4 separate regions of the Mus musculus genome follow, and all the other regions are linked to region 2. A link is a contact called in public targeted proximity ligation data. All regions are on one chromosome and are shown on one strand. The core of a region is the stretch at or near the end of the contact, and the rest is flanking DNA. Distances in the headings are between cores, read along the strand shown. Region 1 overlaps Tjp2 (tight junction protein 2). Region 2 holds the start of Fxn (frataxin). Region 3 overlaps Pip5k1b (phosphatidylinositol-4-phosphate 5-kinase, type 1 beta). Region 4 overlaps Tjp2 (tight junction protein 2).

The links.
Region 1: a targeted proximity ligation map of trophoblast stem cells shows a contact between it and region 2, with 4 times the contacts expected there. A contact is called at or near these places in 14 of 484 Hi-C or Micro-C datasets (the HL-1 cell line, cortical neurons, embryonic stem cells and 5 more), 16 of 130 datasets of targeted methods (bone marrow-derived macrophages, craniofacial prominence, differentiating embryonic stem cells and 13 more) and 2 of 9 other capture datasets (adipose tissue and embryonic stem cells).
Region 3: a targeted proximity ligation map of pancreatic cancer cells shows a contact between it and region 2. A contact is called at or near these places in 1 of 484 Hi-C or Micro-C datasets (myeloid progenitors), 6 of 130 datasets of targeted methods (bone marrow-derived macrophages, embryonic stem cells, extraembryonic endoderm stem cells and 2 more) and 2 of 9 other capture datasets (adipose tissue and pancreatic islet).
Region 4: a contact with region 2 is called in a targeted proximity ligation map of bone marrow-derived macrophages, with 2.8 times the contacts expected there. A contact is called at or near these places in 15 of 484 Hi-C or Micro-C datasets (cerebral cortex, cortical neurons, embryonic stem cells and 3 more), 6 of 130 datasets of targeted methods (bone marrow-derived macrophages, embryonic stem cells, epiblast stem cells and 3 more) and 2 of 9 other capture datasets (adipose tissue and liver).

The regions. Positions count from the first base shown.
Region 1 is chr19:24,127,485-24,130,290 of GRCm38.p6, forward strand. The region is part of intron 6 of Tjp2 (tight junction protein 2); the gene reads right to left. Among named protein-coding and RNA genes, the nearest start is that of Gm41824, 48 kb to the left of the region's middle.
Region 2 is chr19:24,279,319-24,282,018 of GRCm38.p6, forward strand. It overlaps Fxn (frataxin), which reads right to left and starts at 1,272. Exons shown (of 5, transcript NM_008044.3): 1 at 1,089-1,272. The coding sequence starts at 1,247.
Region 3 is chr19:24,513,187-24,515,886 of GRCm38.p6, forward strand. The region is part of intron 1 of Pip5k1b (phosphatidylinositol-4-phosphate 5-kinase, type 1 beta); the gene reads right to left. Among named protein-coding and RNA genes, the nearest start is that of Gm52399, 32 kb to the left of the region's middle.
Region 4 is chr19:24,106,550-24,109,338 of GRCm38.p6, forward strand. Tjp2 (tight junction protein 2) reads right to left here. Exons shown (of 24, transcript NM_001376368.1): 18 at 2,096-2,306. Among named protein-coding and RNA genes, the nearest start is that of Gm41824, 27 kb to the left of the region's middle.

The DNA of each region.
Region 1 (2,806 bases), core at 162-2,661, 150 kb before region 2:
GGGTTATACTTTGAGCTCCATGCAAACACTCTAGTACACTTGGCCCTCACCATCGACAAAATTATAAATAATAATAGTTTTTTTCAGTGGAGGGGCTGGAGAGATGGCTCAAAGGATAAGAACACTGACTGTTCTCCAAGGTACTTGGGTTCGATTCCCAGCACCTACATGGTGGCTCAGAGATATCCACCACTCCAGTTCCACTTTTATACATTCAAACAAAACAAACACCCACACACTTAAACATAAATGAATAAAATCATGGGAGGGGGGTTTTGTTGGTGGTGGTTAAAGTGCAATCAGGCAAGAGCACGTGTCTGGCATATGCTAGCCTTGATCTTTATCAGCACCAAAAGTTGGTTAATCTTTTCCAAGTTTGGAGAACAAAATAGTTAAAAGAAAAACAGCCCATCAGGAGAGGACTATTCAGTCCTTTATTTTTGTACTTAACCAAGACCAGTTATGGCCTGGACAATCTCATAGGATAATCCCTTCCTTTTACTTTATTTGAAGATTTCCTTTTCTACTCATGTGTGTGTGTCTGTGTGTGTATGTGTGTGTGTGTTGGGGTGAGGGGATGATGTGTGGGTGCCTGTGGAGGCCAGAAGATGGCATCAGATCCCTTGAAGCTGGAGTTACAGGCAGTTGTAAGCTGCTTGACATGGGTGCTGGGAACCAAACTCAGACCCTCTGGAAGAATACCGAGCACTCCTAAGCACTGAGTGACCTCTCTAGCCCAACGGTGTCTCTTTAAATTATGCATCACAATTCATTAGTGGGTCTTGAATTGGTTTAATGTGTTTCTAACAATATTTTAAATTTTCACTGCAATGGCAACTCAAAGTCCATCACACAGAATAAGTAATAGTCCATAAGATTTCTGTTTTAAGTTTTTATATGTACAAATATGACAGCCAATCTTGCATGTCAACTTGACTATATCGGCAATCAACTAAAACCCAAGCTGTTGATCACGCTATTGAGGAATTTTCTTAATCATATTGTTTGAGGTGAAAAGATACCCTAAATCTGAACTACATCCTCTAGCAGCAGCTCACGTGATAGGGCATGGAAGAGGGAAGCCTTGGCTTTGTGTCTGCTTGTCCTCACTTCCCCAGGCCAGCTCATTTTCCCCTGTTGTTACAGCCAGATTCCAACATAGACTAAATACCGCCCAGAGTCTAGCAGACACCAGACTGCTGAGATAAGACATTCAGTCTCCTGGACCATACAGCTTCCAGATGCTTGGCCTGTCTGTGACTTTCATGAAACCATCACTGCTAAGACTATCAGGACGCAGGCTGTGACCACTCTAATGAATTCTTTTACATACACGTGTATACACACACAGACGCAGACGCAGGCACACACACAAGTTCATCCTATCGGTTCTGTTCCTTTAGAGAACCCTGACTCATGACTCATACAAAGGTGTCTCTATAAAGCCTGATACGGTTGTTCCTATGACCGGACAGAAAAGAAGCGGCAAAGGAGGAACAGGAAATAAGGACAGGTTTTAAAAGCAATGTCCCTCAGAATGAGTCAGACTTCTTGGAAGGAGGTCTCCTGCCAGGCGCTCTCCTTCAAAACTTGTCTGTATTCCACCTTCTGATCTGGATCTGGCTTGGGGACCAGTGAAGGGCCATCTCCTCACTAATCGCTATGAAGAGTCGGTGAGATCTTCATGTCCCCAGAGCTGCTGACAAGGATGTTCCTCTCCTCAGCAAGGGTGCAATCTCCGCTTCCATCTCCCGCCTCATGCTCCCAGTACCCCAATACTGACCTTACATCACTCCAGTTACCTAAGTAGGAAAACCTTAGAAACCAGACTCTTTTCATTTACAATCTACTACAAAATACAAATCCTGAGCTAAAGAACAATGACTCCTTCACTTTGCCTTAAGGGCTCTACTCCTTTTTCTTATTTGACTAGTAATAGAATCAACTAGACAAGAGTTATAAGAAAATTGAAAAGTAGGCAGACAAGACCCCAGACTGGAAATGGCTCAGCTTCTGTTCATCTCCTCCCTTCAGATCAGCCCAGGGTGAGTCCCAGCTTCCCCACTGCTGCAGCACCCTCCTATATACGAACAGTACTAACAGCGTCACTGCACAGAACGTAATCAATCCTGGATCGGATTAAGTGTGCCCACGTCTCCAGGAATGCAGTGTGGAGCAAGCCAACTAAGCCAGAGCCAGCTTCCACGTACATACCAAAACCCCTGACCTGTAACACAGGAACGAGGCCTCCTACCTCCAAGGGTCTTAGGGGGATTAAGAAAGAGACACCATCCCCAGTCTAGAATAGAACTCCATCAGGATAAGCTTCGGCCTTGTTTTCCCACACTGAGAAGCACCAGGCTCACCAGCAGAGTCCGTTCACACACCAGACCCTGGTTCCGGGGCCTGGTGGGAGACTGAGAATCCTCACTTTAGCAAGTGTTGTAAGATGTGTGATCACACCGTGAACCCCTAGATTGTGTTATTTACTGAAAAGCCCTGTTTTGATCCTTACGGGGTGGCTCGGCTCTTAGCACACACCTTTAACCCTAAACAATGAAGGTAAAGTTAGTTTGTAGAAGGAAGCACCCAAGTTTGAGAGTGATGTCTGATTGAGAGGCAAAGTGACGAATCAAGAGAAAGATTGATGAATAGGATCCGCCCACTCTCACGGGAAGAGAGCAAATTTGGAAAGCTACTTACGGGGCCGTGCAGAGAGAAGACAAAGAAAGGCAGTTTTACCGGGACAGTTTTACAGAGACAGGCTGCAGAGAGAACAAGCTAGACACAGGTGAAGACAGAGAGA
Region 2 (2,700 bases), core at 22-2,521:
GGGCAGTAAACATCCAAGAAAGTGTTTGAGGAAGCATGGGTTACAGGTTCGGCCCTTCAAACCCTAGCCGTCTCTCTCTCTGACCAGTCCACTTTTGTTTGTTTTGTTTTTAAACTTTCTTTTTCAGTGTTATAGAAAGAACCCAAGAACTCTTGAACGCTAAGTGACCATGTCACTGCTGAGCTACAAAGCTAGCCCTATTTTTATTATTGTTTTTTATTTTAATGACAGGACCTCAAGAATCCTAAGCTGGGTTTAAACCTGTAGACATTATTATCCCACAGCCTACTCCACCTTTGTCCATAGCTCTCCCCTTCCTAGAATGCTCCCCAGACCCGTTCTTTGGCATCTATCACGGCCCTCTCCGGAAAGCCTTCCTTCACCCTACTGCTGTCTTTTCAAGCCACGGAGTAACAGATTCTGTTCTTTGCATCTACTAAGAACCGAGACTTATCTGAAGTGCTAAGGCCTTTGCGAATACAGTTTAATTCTCCCGCCAAAATCGCAAAATGGGTGTTACCCTTTAATCTCCTCGGAACAGAAAGCCAAGCCCTGCCCCCAGACAGTTAGGGTCTCCCCAAGGTCACAGGGCTCTCCAGCGCCGCGCAGTCAGAACGTGGAACCAAGATCCCCTCATTTTCCAAAAGCTGGACTCTAGGGCTCTGCTGCTACACCTGTGATCCCAGCAGAGAGGAGGCAGGAGGATCACAGGATTGAAGCCACTTTGGGGTACTCAGCCAATCCTAGGCTAGCCAGGGATACAGAGTGAGGCAAACAAGCAACAAAAAGCCCTGCTCAGAGCAACTCCACAACCCCATTAGTCTCACGCCCTGAAAAAGGCAACTTCGGAGTGCACACAATAATAAACACGCCCTGCTGCACACGCTATACATCCTGTGTTAATTACGGAAACTCGTCTTTTCCCATCCCCACCGCCAAGGTCCGAAGCCCGCGCAAACACCGCGCGCGCCCTGCACCCAAACGCGCGCGCAACCAGAGCGACTCGGCGCGTGCGCGCTGCGCGTCCCCGGCATAGGGGCGGGCGCGGCCTGCGCTCCGGTGTGCGGCCCGGCGAAGCGCGTACTCACGGCGTGGCGGGTGGCGCCGGCGTTGACTGTGACATGTAGGCCTCGGCGGCCGCAGGTTACGATCGGTTCCCTCCAGCGCGGGTTCCCGACCCAGGCGGAGGCCCGGGACGCCGTCCGGGGCAGCAAGCCCACGGCTGCGCGACCTCCGAACGCCCACATGCTACTCCAGCTCCGCGGCCGCTCCGCCCCGCGCGAGGACTCGGTGGTGCCACCTGGTGGCCGTGCCCCCCCCCCGCCCCCCCCCGCCCCCCCCCCCCCCCGAGCGCCGCGGCTGGGCTCCTGCGCGCAGGTCCAGCACTACAGCCCTGTGCAGACCTTTAACCAGAACCCAGAACCTGCTCTGCGCCAAACTCGCAACGTATCCCTTGGGCAGCACTAGTGTGTAAACACTGACCCCTGCAAGTTTATTCGCTGACAACAATTTTACAGAGTGGTAGTGGGTGATTCTGAAGATACGCTGGTGATCAAAATAGCTTTGCTTAAAAAACAAAACAAAACTAGTTCTAACAGCTAGCTTCAACTGCCCGATCATCTCAAATTCCGCATCTCTTAGGCAATAGAAGTACCAGGCAGCATGAATGGAGGAGGGGCTTCCGTAGCCCCAGGCTCAGCCGAGGAACTATTGGTTGCTGATGGCTATAGGATGAGGGAGGGTGAGTTTTCTTCTGGGATATGGCCTCTGATTGGCTGTCCTAGCTCCATGGGGATGGTCCTACACTGTATACACTGTTAGGGCTAAGTGGAGTCGGTTTAAAAAAAAAAAAATTCAGAGCGGTGGTAGTGTACACCTTTAATCCCAGCACCCGAGAGGCAGAGTCAGGTATATGGAGTTCGAGGCCAGCTTGAGCTACATAGTGAGTTTCAGAACAGCCGGAGCTACATAGTGAGACCTAGTCAAAATAAATAAGTAAATAAACAAATAAACACATAAATAAATAAAAATTTAAAAAGGAACATAAAATTGGGAGGAGGGGTGGGGTGGTTCGGTAGGAGTTGGGAGTGGCAGGTGAGTTTGATCGAAAACACATTGTATACATGTATGGGATTCTGAAACAACAGTAGGAATAAGGAAGTGCCCGGCTGAAGTACCCGAATGCTTCTTGGATGAGGAGTAGTCAGGACTGGTGATTGGTTCTCCTCATAGCTGTTTTTTTTTTTTTCCCCCCCAGCAGCCCCAACAGGTTCCTCACACTCCTGGTAGTTCTCCTGGCTTTTATGTCAGTGTGAGAAGGAGTCTGTGCATTGTCTCGGGTTGCCATTATGACACTGGAGAACTCTGAGCTTCAAGAGTTAAGAGACAGTGTCAGAGGAGTCTTTTGCCTCCAGGGTCTCAAGAAGGATTGAATGACAGCAGCGGTCAGCAGCAAAGCGTTTAAGAACATCCTCCATGTACCACCTGACTTGGGATACTATTGCTTCTGATTTCCCACAAAAAGCCACAAAGGAAAGGGGAAGTTTGTAGTGACTGCTAATGCAACCCTCCCCCTCTCTCTTTCTCTCTCTCCTTCCTTCCTCTCCTTCTCCCTCTCTGACCTGTAGCTAATTTTCAGATATGGAATTGGAAGCCCTGACATATTAAGTGACTCCCCCCTGATTGAAGGGGAGTTAGAAC
Region 3 (2,700 bases), core at 20-2,519, 230 kb after region 2:
GCACCAGAGAAGAAAGGCTTGGGAACTGGGAGCTGGGAGCTGGGAGCTGGGTGGGCTTTATCTCGCCTCTGCCGGCCTCAAGTCCCTCATCTGCAGAGAGGAGATAATGACGGATGCTTCAAAGAACTACTGTGAGCAGAAGACAAGTGCCTTCACGAAGGCTCTCAAGGCAGAGGGTAAGTAAAACATGGTAAAGTCCAAACAGCCCGTCTTTGATCACTGCTATCTGTACGCATACCTTATACGCACCTATCTGCGTACTCAGTGACTATAGGTACAGCTAGGCCCAGACATCTCAATGGAGTCGGGAGACAAAAACTCAGTTGTTTGGGACACAGAACGCATTGTCCCTGCTCCCCCACCCCCCAATGTTTCAAATCATAGAATTCTGGAATTATCTAGTTAGTGAACTGTCTCACTAAATTACCCTCCACCGTGATATCAGAGAGTTGGCTCGGGAAGGCACAGAGTGCTCAGGGATCCTCCCTACGGATCACACTCTCTAGAATGGAATATGTAACTGTTTGTACTCAGCGCTGTGCTCAGGAGCCAAGGGTGTCATGTCTCCCAAATGGAAGGCCTGGAAGGAACCGAAGCAATGACGGGGGACCTGGTTCTGCATGAAACTCCTAAAGCAGTGTTCAGATGACAGAGAATATGCGCTGCTAAGTAAAACAAGTCATTTTCTGTGGCTGGCAGAGAGGTTCCACAGCGCATGCGCAGTGCTTGCCAAGCGTGCGCAAGGCTCCGTCAGGTGGTTCAACAGTGTATGCACAGTGCTTCCCTAGCGTTGCAAAAATAAACCAAAAGAGAGGCTGAAGCAGGCGAAGTGTGAGTTCAAGACCAGCCTGGGCTACATAGAGTTCCTGGCCTATTTGGACTATAGAGTGAGACTTTAAAAGAAAACAAACAAACAAACAAACAAACAACAAAAATGAAACAAGGCGAGACATCACGTAAGCAGAAGCTGATGAGATGGCTCGGTGGGTAAAGATGCTTGCCACCAAGCCTGATGACCTCAATGTAATCTCTGAAGCCCACACAGTTGTAGGACACTATAGCTTTTAAAAACCACAACATTAAGAAATTTCATATTGATTCATATATGATTCATAAATTTAAATTTATGTTTTTATTTATCCATACACATACCTGCTTATGAAAAGACTGTAAAACAAACTGTAAAACATGAGCAATCATTTTATCTGTGCTATGGAGTGATAGAACTTAACTCCTTAAGTGCCATTCAGAAATGCTACACAGTAGCAGGGTGTGTGCCTTTCAGCCCAGCACTGAGGAGTCAGAGGGAAGTGGATCTCTGAGTTTGAGACAAGCTTGAGCTATGAAGAAATTTCTCTGTAGATTCCAACTAGGGCTACACAGAGAATCCCTGTCTCAAAAAAAAAATCAAATTAAAAAATATAACAGAAATACTAGAGATTTTGAAACCAATATTTACTCTGATCTCCGACTTCCACTAACCCCTCCCACTTTATAAGCAAAACATCCCCAGGCCCATCAAGTCCTATCCGAGCCTGAAATCTTACAGCTCAGGGATAAGTAGTCACAGGACAGTTTAAGCTGAGCTCATGTGACATTTACAGTCTGAGCTGCTCCCACCTAATGAGCGTCATGAGGAAATGCTCCTTAAAGAAGGAGGCCTTGTTGTCACACCTACACTTCTCACTAAATAAATATTTGCCCTGAGTCATATCACAGTTTATGGCATGTGAACAGCTTGGTTGCAGAGGGAGCCCCGATGATCTCATCAGAGCTGCTGACCGGGAACCCCAGTTCCAAGCTTTCTCTTTTCCTGCACGGTACCCCGCAACCTGTTTCCAGAGATCTTCCTGATAAGCATATATCATTATATGCTGTGCACATCTGTGACTGCAGAGAGGCAGTGGGTCACCTCTGACCTTAGCTGCACCCACTATAGCCACTTAACTCTCCGGCCCATTATGTCACACTGCACGGAGGCATTTAACACTTAACCAACCCCCAACATCTAATATATCAGCCAGAGCAAAACCTCCCCCAAACCAGGTACATGTTGAAGGTTTTAAAGGTCTTAGCTACTTCTTTAGCCACAGGAACAACACACCACCTAAAACCAAAACCCAAAACAAAAACAAGAGCCCATCCAATCACGTTTGCTTCTTCAGAGAGAAAATTCAGATATCTGATGTGTATGTATATGACAGGTCTCTTTGGCCGCACGGACGTGGCTTCCTGTCTTTGCGTCACACGTGTCTTTGTTGGTAGAGGTTGGGTAACTAACTGTTCTAGGCATGACCAGCAAGGACAGAGAGGCAAAGGACCATCTACAGGTGGTGACAAGAGAGAAATGCTTGTTTCAGAGAAGCAGAAGGGTCCACAGCTATAATAGGGGGTTTACTTCTGTATTGTTTAGTTTTACATCAACTTGACACAGCTGGAGTTATCACCGAGAAAGGAGCTTCAGTTGGGGAAATGCCTCCATGAGATCCAACTGTAAGGCATTTTCTCAATTAGTGATCAAGGGGGAAAGGCCCCTTGTGGGTGGGACCATCTCTGGGCTGGTACTCTTGGTTCTATAAGAGAGCAGGCTGAGCAAGCCAGGGGAAGCAAGCCAGTAAAGAACATCCCTCCATGGCCTCTGCATCAGCTCCTGCTTTCTGACCTGCTTGAGTTCCAGTCCTGACTTCCTGGGTGATGAAC
Region 4 (2,789 bases), core at 57-2,556, 170 kb before region 2:
CCTCTAAGGGAACCTCCCAGCCACTCAATAGACTTGAACCAAAGTATGGGGGTTGGGGAGGTTAAATGAGTCCCCTGGTTTCACATGGTTATCATGTGGGCTCCATTTTTCATCTGTTAAAATGAAGAATTATTAATACAGTACTGATTAATTCAAAATCTCAAATCAGATTATGTTTCGAGGTTTGAAAGTTTCTAAGAGTGCACACCACCACGCCCGAGTAAAAATCCCACACTGTGAAACTGTCATATACAGAACTATCAAGATGATCACAGAAAATCACCTGCTGGCTCTATGGCTACGACACATGCAAAAAAAATAAAATAAAATAAAAAAGTGAATCCCATGTTCAGACTTGAGTCTCATCTCTAAAATGCTTATAAAAGCACTCCAAAATCTAAAATACGACTCATTTCTGATCGTAAGCACTTTAGACAAGGGATAACCAAACTACACATGATCCTTTCTGACATCTGAATTACCTAGCTGGGTTATATAAAGGACATGAGATGTAGTCAGAGAAACCAGTTGTAGTCTGGTCTCAGCTACACTAGGATCTGTGACCCTGTAATGGTTTCTACCAGCCCACTTAGGCGGAACTCAGGTCAGACTAGCCTCTACAAAGTAAGTTACTACTGCTAGCAGTAAAAATGAAGGAAGATACAAGATTAAGTACACAAAAAAATACAAGCTGGTAAGGTACATCGGTCTAGAGAGATGGCTCAGTGGTTAAGAGGCTGTTCTTCCATAGGACCCGGGTTCAACTCCCAGCACCCACATGGCAGCTCACAAACTGTTTGTAACTCCATTTCTAGGGGATCTGGCACCTTCACAGAGATATACACACAAGCAAAAACAAACAGACAAATAAACAAACAACAAAACAAAACAAAAAACCAATACCACCAATACACATAAAAATAAATCTTAAAACAAAAACAAAAAAACATGCATAGTACTCAATTTACAGGCCCACTTAGAACCGAAGTGGCTCATGGCTAACACTTTTCTCCTGGGCATTTGGCTATACTATATCCTAGCTACAACTTTCACCATAATGTTCAGACCTACATCTCTAAACAAGACAGGTGAGACAACAGAGGAACAATGTTCAAATGTGGACACATTGCCATTCACCTCAATTGTCTTCCCAAACATCAAAGTTTGAGACAACTGTCACTGACCTCTAAAGCCACCAAATGAACGGAAATGGTGGCAACTGTAGCATCCTTATGGTGTTCCCACAAAACAGAGCGCTGCACAACCAAGAAGTGTGTAAGTCGCTTAGACTGTAAATGACGTCATACCCACGCCGCTTACTCATGAAGACAGCACAGAAAAGGCCCTATTTTTAGACACCAGCTCACTGTCATGAGCAATGCCTGCAATGTGGTTTTATTTCTGGCATTTTAAAAATATCTTATTTTGGAAGAGTTCATATGCAGACCAAGTAGAAGGCGGCTCTAAAGTCTCCCATACGTACGCAGCACCCACGTCTGCATCAAGGCGCTTGGCCAGGCTATCAGTATTCCGTTTGCTCCCCTCACTGCAGATTAGCTATGCAAATTCTAGCAAGCCTACCAGATAACTTACAAAGATTTTTTTATGTAGTATTTATCTGTAAAAGATAAGGGTAGTAATTAAGGAAAAAAACATCCGCAGTATCATTATACCTCGAGAGTCGAAGTAGAAATGTTTAAATATTCCACATTCAGAGTGGTCACGATTCCATTTCTGGGAGACACTGTCAATCACTGCAGTGAGTCCCTATCACACAGTTAATACATCATCGACAATAAGGAGACAACGGGGAACACGCAGTTAACAAGACACGAGACGAGACTCATTGGCCTTGAGTCTACCTCGGAAATCTAGCGCCCACGAAGGTGACTGGTTATTACAGGTTTTGCACCTTGACAATCATTTCTGGCTATCAAAATCACAAAGTGTAACATACAACTGCCATAGGTCTAATATCCATTCCCACGGTATCAACTATTCTTGAACGAGTCGTGAGCTCAATTCTGCATCCCTCACTCTTGATAAGCTCCTGATTGCTCATTCTGAGCGTGGGCCTTTTTTGAACTTCACTTACCTGTAAAAAGATGAGAACAGGTCTTTTTGAGCTTGTTGGCTTGATCAAATAACTTGCGAGAACTTTTATTGGATGTTGGACTCAACCTCTGCCTTATGGTTTTAACACCTTGTCTGGAATCCGGGTTGAAGAAAATCACGATAGGGAACCACTGAGTGTAGTTGAGCAGGTCCACAGCTTTGGGGGTAACGTCGAGCAGGGCGTGCTTGTCCTGTCACAGGTGGACAAAGGGTGGCACATGGTGACATCAAAGACATCACTGAGGGGTCTATTCTCCCAGGGAAAGACTGTACCAGATAAAATGTATGTATTTAAATTAAAACTTTTTTTTTTTTTGAAGACAAGAGTTTCACTGTGTAACACTGACTTGAAGTCATTACGTAGCCCAGGCTAGCCTTTAATGCATAGCCTTCTAATGCTGGGATTAAAGACATGCACCACCATACCCTGGCCTTTATTTATATTAAAAAGCCAAAAATATTTTCTTTCTGTATTATATCCATTTCCATATTATCAGTTAAAACTTCTTACAGAAGGATGGCAGTGACCTTCAAACTCCATGGCATCATCCTCCAGTTTTCCCCTGAGGTCAACAGGAAGTCAAAAAGGGTGAGGATAGTACAAGGCTCTCAATGGGAATGGGGGCACAGGCCTCATTTGTACACGCTTTATTGGAGGATATTGTTATGCCCGG